2 separate regions of the Mus musculus genome follow, and region 1 is linked to region 2. The links are chromatin contacts, called in public promoter capture Hi-C maps. All regions are on one chromosome and are shown on one strand. Each heading gives the region's core, a stretch centred on a gene start, on an enhancer-like site or on the middle of the called end of the contact. The rest is flanking DNA. Distances are from core to core; before and after follow the strand shown.

Evidence for each region. Promoter capture Hi-C pulls out the DNA fragments that hold promoters and counts their contacts.
Region 1: a contact with region 2 is called in a promoter capture Hi-C map of hippocampal neurons, with 2.9 times the contacts expected there. The contact joins the promoter of Ccne2 here to the enhancer-like site in region 2. A contact is called at or near these places in 2 of 39 promoter capture datasets (hippocampal neurons and liver).

The regions. Positions count from the first base shown.
Region 1 is chr4:11,189,964-11,193,872 of GRCm38.p6, forward strand. It overlaps Ccne2 (cyclin E2), which reads left to right and starts at 1,746. Exons shown (of 12, transcript NM_001282943.1): 1 at 1,746-1,852; 2 at 2,718-2,754; 3 at 2,852-2,948; 4 at 3,030-3,083. The coding sequence starts at 2,741. It overlaps A630034I12Rik (a long non-coding RNA gene), which reads right to left and starts at 1,267. Exons shown (of 3, transcript XR_001784240.1): 1 at 1,182-1,267.
Region 2 is chr4:9,637,623-9,641,571 of GRCm38.p6, forward strand. Asph (aspartate-beta-hydroxylase) reads right to left here. Exons shown (of 24, transcript NM_023066.3): 2 at 1,576-1,725. Among named protein-coding and RNA genes, the nearest start is that of Asph, 30 kb to the right of the region's middle. Within about 2 kb of position 2,674, at least 27 of the 459 cell types and tissues checked have an H3K27ac peak or open chromatin away from gene starts, as enhancers often do. A contact at or near this core is called in hippocampal neurons, where this site is marked.

The DNA of each region.
Region 1 (3,909 bases), core at 496-2,995, 1.6 Mb after region 2:
TACTTAGATATGCCCACAGTACATTTTTAATGACGTACGTACACTAACTTATGCGGTTGGACTTATGATACTTAAGACCAATCCCATGTAAACGACAGCCCTCGTTTTCAGTGTATCCTGGCCAAGTTCACCTACATAGGCCACCAGTTGGCACTTTTAGGACAGTGTCTCACATAATCTAGGCTGGTCTTGAAGTCACTATGGAGCGGGGCTGTAGGCCATCAGTTTTACTTCCACTCAGATAACACACCTCTGCTTTCTTGCCATAACGGGTTAGATCTCAAGCTGTACAAGACGACAGCTCCAGCAAAGGGAGGTAACTCCCCCCCCCCCCCCCAGTCTTGATAAGCAATTATGGGTTGGGTGAACGCTCCTTAGGCCTAGACAAGGCACTGGGTCTCCTCTGATCCTGTCTACGTGTAAAGCTGGGAAAGTAAGCTTTAGCCGGTGTGAAGGACCATGCGAAGACCCGGGAAGTGTGACGAGGGCCTTCCTGGGCTCTTAACCACAGCGTGGCACAAAAGGCCCACCGCGGCCGGAGGCCTCCAGGTGCATCTCGGGAAGGGCCGGGCCGCGCGGCCGCTGTCCTTGGCGCCCTCGCACCGGCTCACTCCGGACCAGGATGGCTAAGCGCGGGACCGCCGGCCTGCGGGAGCCCTTCCTGCGCTTCCGCGGCCTGGGGGTGGTCTTTGTTCCCCAAGCGGCGTCGCGCCACGGGACTGTGTGTGCCGTGTCACCCGCAAGCCCGGCCTGAGGGTGCGCAGGGCGCCGAGAGGTAGTCGGAGCCCGGGGCTTAGGAGCGGCGCGGGGCGGCCCGCCACGTCCCGGCAGCGCTCGCAGGCGGGAGGCGCTCCCGCGCAGGCAGTTCGCGCGGGCTCCGCAGGGCGCGCTGGCTGCCGGGCAGGGCCGGGGCGGGGCGCGGCGCGGCGCGGCGCGGCCCGGGCGCGCACGTGGTGCGGACCGTCCTGCTCTCCGGCCAGGTCCCCAGAGCCTCGGCGCTCGTGCGTGCGGACGGGGAGGGCGCCCGCTGGAGTCCCGAGAGGTGGTCAGCGCCCGGAACAGGCGTCTGAGGAGAAAGGCAGCGCGCGGCGCCAATATTTCCCGCGCGGGCTCTGGGAGGGAGCCGTAGGCAAGAGCGGAGTGGCCGCTCGGCGGCGCGCGGGGACAAGGCTCCCACGTACCTCGTCCGGCCGCGCTGAGGCACCTTCCTGTGCGCCGCCGCCCGCTCGTCGCCCGGCGGATGGCTCCGGCTCCGCACGTGGCGGGCGGCGCGCTCCGGCGTGTTTACATTCTGCGGCCGCTCCACGTTGTGCTGCCGTCCTCTCCTGCCATTGGCCGGCTCCTCCCGGAGGGGTGGGCCCTAGGCTCCCGCTCCCCGTGCCTCTGAGGAGACTTGGGGTTCCCCACCCCAGCCCTCCCAAGGCCTCTGCCAAAACGCGGAGCCGAACCGTAGCCTGACACTCCGAGATCTAAGAGCCACCGTGAGGGGGCCCGGCGCGAACTGGAAGGCGTGCGGGAGCCTGTGGTGGGCAACCAGCATGGGGGAGGAGCCTCTGAGCCGTGCAGCCGCGGCGCGCGCAGGTGAAGCGCCGAGAGGGGCGGAGGAGCACGGTCCAGGAGGGCAGCCGTACGGCCACTCGGCGCCCGCCCGCCCGCCAGCCCGTCCGCGCGCACTGAGGGCAGGGCGCGGCGCGCGCGGGCGAGCTGGGCGGGCGCGGGTGGGGGAGGGGAAGGCGCCGGCCGAGGTGTCAGTCTGCGGCGCATGCGTGCGGGGCGGTCCGGGCCCGGCCTATATATTGAGTTGGCGCCGGCGCCAGCTGAGCCGAGCTGTGGAGGGTCTGGCGGTGAGGAGGTATTGGGGACAGGGGCATGCGGGAGCTAAGGGAACCACGTCTGGCGGGAGCCATGGGAGAGGAAAAATGGGGGGCGGGGGTGGGACAAGAAGTAGGAGACTGGAATTCAGGGGTTCCCGAGGTTGGTCCCTGTCAGGATTCTTGTCAGGAGGCCAAGCAGAGGCAGGGGATGGAGTGTGTCCCCAAATGAGAGGCCACGGCAAAGCTTCTCTGGGAGCTTCTCTGTCCATCCTCACTTGGGGAAGGTCTCCCGCGCGAGAGGATTAAGGTGGGATCACTTCACGGAGAGATTCTTAAGCACGGTTTTCTCCTTTAATTCCCCCCCCCCTTTCCTTCTGCTCTTCTGGAATTGGGGTCCCGTCACCCCTGCAAGCGACACTGCCCGCCGGGTGGGGCTGGGAAGGAGGGAAAGGAGCCTGGAGGACGTGACACCAGAAGGTTCCCTCCACCCCCTGCTTCCCCGCCACAGCCGCTCTCCAAATTGGCGCGGAACCGGCTTCTCCACAGCCCGCTCTTGGAGGCTCGTCCAGGCGCCTGGCGGCCGAGGCCAGGACGTGCCTTTCCCACCCTGGTTGTCCTGGGGAGTGCATGAATGGCCCAGATGATCATCTAAGGGTGCTAGGGGACTTTGCAAATTCCTGAACGCACTCGCGTTCCCAGTGTACAGTTAAGGAAATGAAAGCATGAATGTAAAATTACTGAGATAGCGAGTGTATTTCAGAAAATAGTGCAGTGTTTTATTTTTAAAGGTTTAGGCCACCTTCTAGTAACGTTAGTTGGTAACTTCTGAATCAGTTTTAATTTGGAACTTGAAGATTATGGATGACTATGTTCTTGATTTTGTTTTTCTTCTCCCCTATTTAGAGGTTTCATAGTCCTTGAAGAGAATGTCAAGACGCAGGTAACAGTGTTAGTCTTGGAGACATGTTTCAAAATTAGCTGCTGCTTTTGAAATATATGACGTACTAATTAAGCTTCCTTTCTACAATTCATCACAGTAGCCGTTTACAAGCTAAGCAACATGCCCAGCCCAACCAGCCAGACTCTCCGCAAGAAACCCAGATAATTCAGGCCAAGAAGAGAAAAACAGCACAGGTGATTTAAGGAAAAAGAGGGAGAAAGGGAAAAATATTCCTTGCTGAAACCTTAGTTTACATGTTCTTTTCTATTCTTCAGGATGTCAAAAAAAGAAAAGAGGAGATCACCAAGAAGCATCAGTATGAGATTAGGGTAATGCAGAACTGGACAGGGTGGGCTGGGGAAGAATAAGAGTGGAATCATGTGTTATTGCCTTATAGTGGGAAGATTCTGATACTTTAGAGGTGAACTTGAAGGAGGTTCATATAAGCCTGAGTCCTACAGCTGCAGTGTAGATGGCTTAGAAGCAGCTGGTTCCCTTTGGTAAATCCCTCCCTTTTGGAGCTGGCTGGTATACTAGGTCTGCCTATATACTGCTCTTTGTTCATTTTCAGACTACAGTGGAGGGCCCTAATAGCTAATGAGTGGCATAAAAAGGATGTGAGATCACTGTCAGTTTGGCAACCCGGCTTTGGGATCCCTTCCTATGTGTTTACTTGGAGATGGTAATTCTTTCAAAAAGATTCTCTAAGTGATTCCACTTGACTAAATTTTTTGATGTTTTCACATTCAAGTATTAGAAAACACGTTAAAAAGAGCTATTTTTTAAAAAAGTATCCTTGCTAGAATTTCTAGATTCAGAGAACTAGTCTTAAAATTATTTCACTTTACATTAAAATGCATGTTATTATTTCAGTACATTAAGTATTGTATTACCTTGTATTACCAGGCTTCGTTATCTAACTTAAGAAGACTAATATGAATTATATGGCTTTAAAAATAAAATACAGGGCTGGGCGTGGTGGCGCATGCCTTTAATCCCAGCACTTGGGAGGCAGAGGCCAGCCTGGTCTACAGAGTGAGTTCCAGGACAGCCAGGGATACACAGAGAAACCCTGTCTCGAAAAAAACAAAACACAAAACAAAAATAAAATACGAACATCAAATTGGCTATCATTTGAAATTGTAGAACAAAAGC
Region 2 (3,949 bases), core at 1,424-3,923:
ATGCAAAACCACTTAAGCTGCATCTCCAGTGCCTACCTTGAAGTACCTCTGATAAGTTATAACGGAAGTCCTTTGCTTTGGCTGCATGTATATAAAAACATGAAAATTGTTATTTATCATTAAAAGTATACAAATTACCTAGCAAGACTGTATGTTAATGAAAGCATACTTTTTTCTTTATGATAAAGTAAACCATTTTTTAATCTACCTATTTGGAGCCACTTCCCTTGAGGCAGTAAGAGGGAGAAACATCAATGAGTGACAGATTTAGATAAGCATCTTGTGTTATCCTTTGTTTTTCTCTATGACTGCAAGAGAGGTCTACTGTAAGAGGGCAGGTCTTCAACACAACATTAGCAACTGCGTAGTTTTCTTACTGACATCTCTCTGTCATTAACTGGATTAGTAAAGGGGATGGCCATTCTGCATAATTGCCAACAGTGAAAACAAATGACTGTCATCACGGATTTCAGGATAAACAGAGTATTGTCATAGGATAAAGTATTACTCTAGACCTTACATGTATAATGGTGCTAAATGTAAGCAGGCAACTCAAAATGTGACACGCACGTACATGCTGTGCTCAGAACACACAAAACAATCACAGAAAGTCAAAATCTCACTGGAGGGAAACAGTGCACAATAGACACGCTCTAAATTAGATGACGATTGCGCAAAATGGGAATATATTAAAAATCAGTGAGTTTTAGATTTTCAAATGTTTACAGTATTTAAATTATGTGACTTCTCTCCATTTTTAAAATAATTGAAAGAAAACCAAATCATTTTAAAAAACATTAGTGTGGCTGGAGAAATGACTCAGCATGGAGAGTGCTTCCCGCTCTTCCAGAACTAACTTCAGTTCCCAGAACCCATATCAGGCGGCTCATGATGGTTTAAAACTCCAGCTCCAAGGGACCCATCGCCCTATTCTGACCCACACACATGCATACACTCACATAGGTGATTATATGAAGAGAACAGGAAGTACCCCCAGGAACTTCCTCAAATGAGGATGGAGATGCCCCCTACCTAACCACGTGGTCCACCCAGAACTCACCCAGCCGTGCACACACACTCTTATCTCATCAGACATGGGCAGGTAGGTGTTCCTTGAAAACTCTCTCTAGAGAAAGGTTTTGCCATCAACCAACCACGGCAGCTCACATCTGTAACCCTAACACTTGGAAGCCAAGGCAGGAGGATCATTGTAGGTTCCAGGCCAACCTGGGCTATACAATAAGATGCTACTTCAGATCTATACCCACTAAAGGAATCAGTTCATGATCTAGAATTTTTTAAAATTCATAATAAACCTGAACAGAAAATAAAGAGTGCAGAAAATAGCGAAAATGAATTTAACAAAATTTGTTTTGATGGAAGCATCCATATACCACAATAAATAGAGAGCCTACACAGAAATCTTCAAGATTCAGGTCACTACTCTGGGGCAGCCCTTTGCTTTTTCAAGAGTTGGTGGGAAGCTACAACCTGTCATAATACAAGAGAAGAAATAACAATCCTTGGATTTTCACTCTTACAAGCTCACTAGAGAAATCATACCCTAGTTCTTACCTAGAACTTCTTCATAATCGACCAAGTCAAACCACACGACAGCCACAGATGTCCAGACGCCGAGCAATGCAATGACCATGAACCATGTGAAAAAGGACCCTCCTGAAATCCCTCCTCTTCTCCCATTCTTGTGTCCTCCGTGCTTTGCCTCTGTGTGGAGAGAGAAAAATGGCATGTGTCATCACAGCGGAAGAAGATACTTGGCTGAACACCATTTTGACAGTAATTTGATAAATCATTTCAGAAACACGTTTTAACTAAATTCTCAAAGTGCACTCCATAAATTAATGACTCTGAACACGAGAAGCTTCTGCTTACTCAATCACCATGCTTAAATAATCTTAATTTTGAACACAAGCAAACTCCTGATTGGGTTACACTTTGGTTTTGCTTTTAAATAGAATTCCTCCCAAGTCCTTTGTCAAAAGAGTCTGCACGGCCACATGTCCTGCCTCTCGTGCTAATTAGCAGACACTGGTATGTCATCTGCCTTCCTGAAACTTCAGGTTCTTGCCTTCCTGTACCAAGGAAAATACTGGTCCCGTTTTGATATTTCTCACTGTTATCTTGTATTATCAAAAAATGTAAGTTTTCAACTAGCCAAAGCTGTTCAGTTTTCATTTTGCTACAGCATCCAAGTCTTTAGCAGGTGGCATGGACATGGGGACAGGCAATCTGTTTTGCCTTCCCCTTCTGTGGCTCTCCGTCCTACATGGCTCTCTAATCCCTGAATGGCTGTGCTGATCTTCCTGGTGCCTTACGGCTCTGCTGGCTCCTTTACTGGAAGCTGGCTTTTCCTGGTGCTGGTGAGTTGCTATTTTCTTATGGAGCGATATCTCTTGCCTACACGCAATCAGAAACCCACCCTAGAACCCTTGAAGTTCAGTGAGTATAAATTAAATGAAATCAAGAGGTGCCTATGGACCTTTTTCCATATCCTATTTACATTGTACACAGTCCTGAGTCATAACCGCCACAGAAGGAGACAATTCCCTCTAAAATTATGCAATATTGGGAAAGGTGAGAGAGAGGAGGTACAAAAACAGAAATCACAGACAAAAAGAAGCAATCCAGCCCAGTTCCATCTCCCTCCTCCAGGAGACCCAGTAGGGCGTGGGAAGGCAGGAAGCAGGCCTTGCCAACTGGACTCAATGCAGGAAACAGCTCTGTAAACTGCTGTTCACCAAGTGTCGTTTATCACGTTTGCTATGTTTTATGTGCCTTATAATCCTCCAGAAATATTCTTCTAATGGTCAAATAAACAGAAGTCACTGGTCATTACTAATAAAAAAAAGTCAATACTTTTTTATAAATTAGCATCATATTCACTTTTAAAAGAATGTTATATTCCACAATTATAAACAAATATACTTAGAAGGTTATATCATATCCCCAAAGGGCATCTGGGAAAAGGAAACCTTGCTCCATCTTACAGAAGGACAATGCCAGGTATGAGTGGCACTGTGGGCTCTTCCCACAGCACTGGCCCGAGCACTGCTACATACATGTGGCCCTCATGGCAACTTGCCCACATTTCTGCTAAAGGTATTTCTAGAGGCTTAAGCAGGACATTGTTCATTCTGTGCAACTGTTTCTCACGTGCCACAACATCCAACATGCTGAGTTTCCCCAGCCCAAAGGCAGAGGGGTCCCGGGATTATTCACCAGTATCCCTAAGCATCCCTTGCATGGGGCATTTCCTGCCTAGAAACCCCTGAATTCTCAAGGACAGGAATCCTCACCCTCATCGGCACTGCAAAGCTCAGGAAATGACCTCTGCGGTCCTAAGTCCTCAGCGTCTAAAGAGGGCTGACCTGCATGACTCGCATCTCCATCAGCTTTTACTCAGAACCCACCTTCTACCTCCACACATGCTACTAAAAGAACTAGCAGCTTCAGGCAATTAAATAATTCCAATGCATTACTCAGAAAGAGAACTGAAACTGTTTGTTAAAAGGATATTCTTTTCTTAGATTTATTTTATGCGTTATGAGTGTTTTGTGCACCATATGAGTGCTTGGTGCCTATAAAGGTCAGAAGAGGTCATCCGGAACTGGAGCTATGGCAGGTTGTAAGCTACTACGTGGGTGTGCCCAGGTCTTCTGCAAGAGCAACCTATGTTCTCACCAACTGAGCCAGTATTCCAATCCCAAGAATATTCACGTTTTAAATCCATTAGTAGATCACAACCTCAAGAGATCAAAAGACTAACTCAGTCTTAGTGTGTGTACACACTCAAACACATGTGTATACTTAAGTATATTCCTGTAACTACATTTATAAAATTATGGCTAAAGAAGATCTTTTATTGTTGGAGAACATGGTTTCTAATATTTTTAAAAGTCATAAATAATCACATTATAAAATTTAATAA